Regions from separate parts of the Mus musculus genome. Here region 1 is linked to region 2. The links are chromatin contacts, called in public Hi-C maps. All regions are on one chromosome and are shown on one strand. The core of a region is the stretch at or near the end of the contact, and the rest is flanking DNA. Distances in the headings are between cores, read along the strand shown.

Region 1 (2,886 bases), core at 382-2,881, 87 kb before region 2:
GGTGGGTAGGTGGTTATGGTGTGTTGGCTGGTTTTATGCCAAGTTGACAAGAGCTAAAAGTCATCTGAGAGGAGGAAACCTGGATTGAGAAAATACCCTTCATAACGTTAGTCTGTAGACAAGCCTGTAGGGCATTTTCTAATTAGTGATTGGTGAGAACTGGAGAGGGCCCAGCCCACTGTGGGTGGTACACCCCTGGGCTATGGTCCTGGATCCTATCAGGAAGCAGGTTGAGCAAGCCCTGAGGAGCAAGCTGCACCCTGCACAGCTTCTGCATTAGCGCCTGTCTTCAGGATCCTGCCCGCTTGAGTTCCTGCCCTGGCTTCCTTCAGTGATGAACTATGATATGGAAATGTAAGACAAATAAATCCTTTCTTCCCCCAACTTACTTTTGGTCACAGTGTTTGTTTCATTATAGCAATAGTAACTGACTAAGACATATGGTGTGCCTGTGTGTGTGTGTGTGTGTGTGTGTGTGTGTGTGTGTGTGTGTGTGTGTGTGTTTTGAATGCAGTTGAGCACATACCCATGTGCACACATCTGGAAGCCATCCTTCTTTACTGCCCTGTTGTCTTTTATCTGGGCTGGCTGGCTAACAAGCTCTCCCACCCCCACCACTGGGGTTAGAGGCACATGTAGCCATGCCCAGTTATTTGAGTTGGGTGCTGGGGATTCAAACTCAGGTCTTCATGCTTGCTTAATCCATGTTTTTATCTACTGTGCCATATCTCCAGCCCCCTCAGAAAGTTTCCTATCTGTAAAACAAAGATAAAAACTAATACTGACTTCATAGGATTTCATTAAGTAAGAGCCCATGTATAGAACTGCCTAGGAGCGAATGTCAATTTCTTTTTTCTTAGGCTACAAATAGAGGGGGAAGGTGACAACCTAGGAACAAGGATAAAGAACTTCTCTGGCCAATGCGCAATGTTCAAAGAGTATAATGAGGATGGATGATTCTGGATAACTGGTTGTGGTGGCAACAAGCCAGGGTCTAGGCCTACATCAAGTGGTTCTGACAAGAGTCTGATGGAAGAGGCATAATGGTTCTGGGTTATTATTCTGTGCTCAGCTGTATGTAGGCTAGTGGAAGAAGGAACAGGATCCTCTCCACTCCAGTCCTAAGTTGGGATTAGTAGGACGTAGGCAGGCTGACGGCCATGACACAAGTGTAGTCAGTGGACTGTTTCAGCTGAAAACCAGTGGTACTAATTGAGTCAGAGTTCACATCTAACACACCTAAAATCAATTCTAATTCTTGGACCCAGCTGCTATTAGAGGTGAGGATGTCTGCTCCTACAATGGCCTGGATTGGCTCAGACACTAGACAGAGCTGAGCCTTTGATGAAAGTGCATAACAGTAATAATAATTATTATTACTATAATTTATCCTTAAGTATCTTGTGCTAGGGTTTCCATTCAACCTCACCACATCACTGAGAGGAGCAAACTAAAAGTAAACATTTTGTTTAAAAAAAAAAAAAAAAGGAAATTGAGAGCATGTTTTGATGGTACAGGTCCGTAATCCCAGCACCCAAGGGTTGGAGGCCGGAGGATTAAGAGTTCAAGATCAACCTCAGTTACATAATGAATTCTAGGCCAGGCTGAGGTACATGAAACCCAGTCTCAAAACAACAGGAAATTGATAGCCACAGACGTTACAGTACTTTTTCAAAACCATAGGCCAAGTAGATAGCTTAGTTGTGAGGCACTTTCCCTGTAAGTTTTAGGACCAGAATTCAGACCCCAAGAACCCATATAAAATTCAAGCGGGCATGGCAGCCTCCCTGTAGTCCTAATGAGCAGAAGCCAGAAACAGGAAATCCTGGAGCAAGCTGGTTAGAGTAGCCGAACGGCCAGCTCTCGGTTCAGCAGTATGTAAGGTGGAAAGCAATGAAGACAGACATCTGACATCAACCTCCAGCCTCCAGATCCACACACACAGATGCAACCACACATGGATGTGCTACACACACATGAACATGCATGTGCATACACACACAGACACACACATACACACAGACAAGCAAAAACCAAGATAATAATAAAAGGTAAAACCAAATTCCAAAATCTGTTTACTGAAAGAGAGTTTAGCTGTTGATAATGAAAAGAAATTGCAAAAAGAAAAGAAAAGAAAAGAAAAGAAAAGGAAAGAAAAGAAGGAAGGAAGAAAAAGAAATCTCTAACCACAGGTCCCTCAAAGGCACACTATATACCTTCTAGGCTTTTCATCTGGGTCCAGCCTCAACCCTTTGATACTTCTACCAGAAACCCATATAACAGAGAGCTGTCCTAGGGAATATTTTCCACAGGAAACATCTGCCTGGATATTTCGAAGGCTGAAAAGTGTCCCACGAGGGAGCTGGGGAAGCAAAGGCCAATCACAAGCGTGGTGATCAGTCCAGGTACCAGGTGGACTGGAGCAGAGAGAAAACGCAGGCTTCCTGCCTTCTGCTCCCTCTGGAAGCTTGTGCTGGCTGGTAAAATAAACTCCTTCCAGGACTCGGGTTCCCAGGTTAGTGATCTGGTTTTCTTCTAATAAGATGTGAGCTGCCTTTCAATAGGGGGAGGGGAAGGTAGAAATTATTGCCAATTACTCAAACTCTGTAGGCAGGGAGTCCAGGCATTTCATGTCTTTACAATTAAGGGACTTCCACTTTATTCGCAGAGTGGGATAGACATTCTTTCTTTGAGTGTTTACAAGAGAATCAATTGAAAAAGATTGTTTAAATCCTTTTTTGTTTAAAGAAACTGACATAATAGAAAGAAAGGGTTGTGTCCCTGACAAGAAAAGCCTTTCCCAACTTTTCTTTTGCTCGGCTCAACAGCACTTAAAGGTCTCTCAATAAATCAAGTCACTGGCGGAAAGTAGAAAATTGCTACCAG
Region 2 (2,968 bases), core at 424-2,923:
GCCCCTGTACACAGAAGGCAATTAAGGTCACTATTCCTACCTACCCCACAGCAGCTTCCTGATCACAGCTTGCTGCCACTGGCTTCTGGAGACTGCTGGGGCCTCGGGGAACCTGGTCAGAAGCCATCGGTGGGTGGGGAGCAGTGTCAGCTGCTATTCCTGGAGTAATGGAACCCAGCTTGGTTCAGGTTCCCTCAGGGAACCCTGGCCCAGGGGCAGTTTGCTAAAGGTGAGCAGAATAGCCAGCTTAGGCATGTTCTCCTGGGCCATCCGTGTAGCCAAGCCAAGAGGACTCTGGAGCACAGAGGGAGCTGTGGGGACACCATGTCCCACTGCAGCTGGCCTTAGCTTCTAACTCCTGTTCCCCAGAATCTACTCAAGCCTCAAGATACCGTATGTGTGCTGCTTGGTTTCCAGCATCTGAATGGAAGGCTGCAGGCAGAACCAAGTCTTTTTTTTTTTTTTCGAGACAGGGTTTCTCTGTATAGCCCTGGCTGTCCTGGAACTCACTTTATAGACCAGGCTGGCCTCGAACTCAGAAATCTGCCTGCCTCTGCCTCCCTAGTGCTGGGATTAAAGGCGTGCGCCACCACGCCCGGCTCAGGACCAAGTCTTAATCCCAGTTGCTGTCCACAGGGTCTGTTGTGTTCCTACTAGCTACATTGGCCGAGACTTGGTCTCTCTGTCTGAAAAATGGAGAGAATAAACGTTTCCTTGTAGGGTTGTGGAGAGGACTAGAACAGTTTGTACTCAGACAGTGGTCAGTCATGATGGGGACCATGAGCTCCTAAGTGACAAATGCTGTCAGGGGCTCTGTGTCCCCAGCATCCAGCCGCAGTGCTGGCTGAGGGAGTAAGGAGGAGCGGAGGGCAAGGCTGTGCTTGCCTGAGGCTCACCTGTCCCTTCACGGATGGACAAGCTTTGTTCCCAGAGCCCTGCTGTGGGGAGGTGGCAGAACCTCTGGGAGGAGGGCCCTTAAGGGAGAGTTTTAGGTCATTGTGGAGTCGGGGATGAGGTAAGTCTTTTGCATGTTGATATGTTTGTGAGACAGGTATCCGTGGGCCTTCATGTTTACCCGTGCATGCAAGTGGAGCCCAGAGTCTGACAGCAAGTATCTCCCTTGACCACTCTCCACCTTACTTATTGGGCAGGGTCTCTCACCTGTATCCAGAGATGGCTGATGTGGACCAGTCTAACTAGTTCTGCCTGTTCTGGGGATCCCTTGCCTCCATCACCCCAGTTGTGGGATTGTAGGACGATGACCACACCCACCTGGCTTTCTTGGTTCTGAGGATCTGACCTCTGTTCCACATGTTTGCACAATAAGCGCTTTACCCGTGAGTCATCCTTCTAGGTTCACTCCCTCTTGGCAGTTCTTCCTTTTTTTTTTTTTTTGGTTTTGGTTTTGGTTTTGGTTTTTCGAGACAGGGTTTCTCTGTATAGCCCTGGCTGTCCTGGAACTCACTTTGTAGACCAGGCTGGCCTCGAACTCAGAAATCTGCCTGCCTCTGCCTCCCGAGTGCTGGGATTAAAGGCACGTGCCACATTGCCCAGCTCAGTCCTTCCTTTCTTTCTCTTTTGGTTTTTCAAAACAGGGATTCTGTGTGTAGCCCTGTCTGTCCTGAACCGTCTCTGTAGACCAGGCTGGCTTCAGACTCACAGAGATCCGCTGGGATTAAAGGCATGGGTAACCGCTTCCTGGTGCCCTTGGTAGTTCTCAAGGATCTTGTTACATAGCTGGTGGTGTGTAATCCTAGTACTGTAAGGATTCCACTAATTCAGGGCTAGCCTTGGCAATGTAGCAAGCTGAGCCGACAGCTGTGGATGTTTGAATGAAGAGGCCCCAATAGGTTCATATAGCTAAATCTTGGTCTCCAGTTGGCTATTTGGGAAGAAGTAAAAGGTGTAGCCCTATTGGAGAAGGTGTGTTACCAGGAACTGGGTCCCAACCAAATGCTTTCTTTTATATTGCCTTATTAAAGATGTTTTATCAGACAGGTGGTGGTGGTACATGCCTTTAATCCTACAATTTGGGAGGCAGAGGCAGGCAGATCTCTTATCAGAATTTGAGGCCAACCTGGTCTGCAGAGGATGGCAAGTGTCATGGATGTTCTGATGGGTGACGGCTATGTGTAGACACAGGGGCCACTGCATCACTGCAGCCTGGAGGAACATGCAGCCTTCCAGACCAGGAGGCCAGAGACGGAAGGGGTTCCAGGAGAAAATCCAGTATAGGCAACCTGGGTACTTCTGTTGTTTCTTTCTCATTTCATTCCTAATAAACTTACCAATGGAAGTGTATATATTCAAGGTATACAATGTCTGTTAGTAGTTATCAAACACATCCACCCCCACAGTTAGCATGTGTGTACTGGCCACCTTTTGGTGGTAGCTCACACAGACTACAGGCAAATCCCTGATGCAGAAACCCAAGGAACAAGAAGGAGCCAAATACAGTGGCATGGGGGTGGGAGACACGTTGGGGAAAGGGCTGTCTTTCCGATTTAAACAGTACAGAGGACTGATACATAAACTGTATGTAATACAATTGGCACTTCTCAGGCCAGAGGAGGGGCAACAGCTGGGAACAGCTTCCACTGGGCGCCTGCTGTTCTCAGGGAGTGTGTTCAGGCAGCAGAGGAAAGAGAGGGGCCCCAAGCCCCCCCCCCCGCCCCAGGCCTACCTCTTGCAGCTGCTCTATGCCATCAACCCCCCTCCCCAGAAAGCCCCTTCCTTTGCTCCCCAGATAGTTAAATGATGGCAGCCGGGTTTTAAAGGCTAGACTCCCACAGAAGCTAACAAAACAATGGGGCAAGAAACAATGACCTAACTAAAGAATCTGCCTTCGCAGTTGCTTAACCATCCCAAGGACCTGTCGGAACGATCACTTTCTTATCTACCTGAACACAGAAGGTTGGGCAGCTTCTCCAAGATCAGAGAGTCAATAACGTGCAGAACAAAGAGTGGA

Evidence for each region. Hi-C and Micro-C count contacts between places; a contact is called where the count stands out from the background.
Region 1: a Hi-C map of the N1E-115 cell line shows a contact between it and region 2, with 5 times the contacts expected there. The contact joins two enhancer-like sites. A contact is called at or near these places in 1 of 15 datasets of contacts at CTCF or cohesin (the G1E-ER4 cell line), 6 of 484 Hi-C or Micro-C datasets (the 63-12 cell line, the G1E-ER4 cell line, the N1E-115 cell line and 3 more), 7 of 115 datasets of contacts at active chromatin or transcription factors (T-cell acute lymphoblastic leukemia, acute myeloid leukemia, embryonic stem cells and 3 more) and 1 of 9 other capture datasets (embryonic stem cells).

The regions. Positions count from the first base shown.
Region 1 is chr4:108,433,171-108,436,056 of GRCm38.p6, reverse strand. The region is part of intron 1 of Gm40223 (a long non-coding RNA gene); the gene reads right to left. Among named protein-coding and RNA genes, the nearest start is that of Gm40223, 3.9 kb to the right of the region's middle. Within about 2 kb of position 1,631, at least 16 of the 459 cell types and tissues checked have an H3K27ac peak or open chromatin away from gene starts, as enhancers often do. A contact at or near this core is called in the N1E-115 cell line, where this site is marked.
Region 2 is chr4:108,345,641-108,348,608 of GRCm38.p6, reverse strand. It overlaps Gm46889 (a long non-coding RNA gene), which reads left to right. Exons shown (of 2, transcript XR_001784545.1): 2 at 2,852-2,968. Among named protein-coding and RNA genes, the nearest start is that of Gm46889, 4.1 kb to the left of the region's middle. Within about 2 kb of position 1,673, at least 108 of the 459 cell types and tissues checked have an H3K27ac peak or open chromatin away from gene starts, as enhancers often do. A contact at or near this core is called in the N1E-115 cell line, where this site is marked.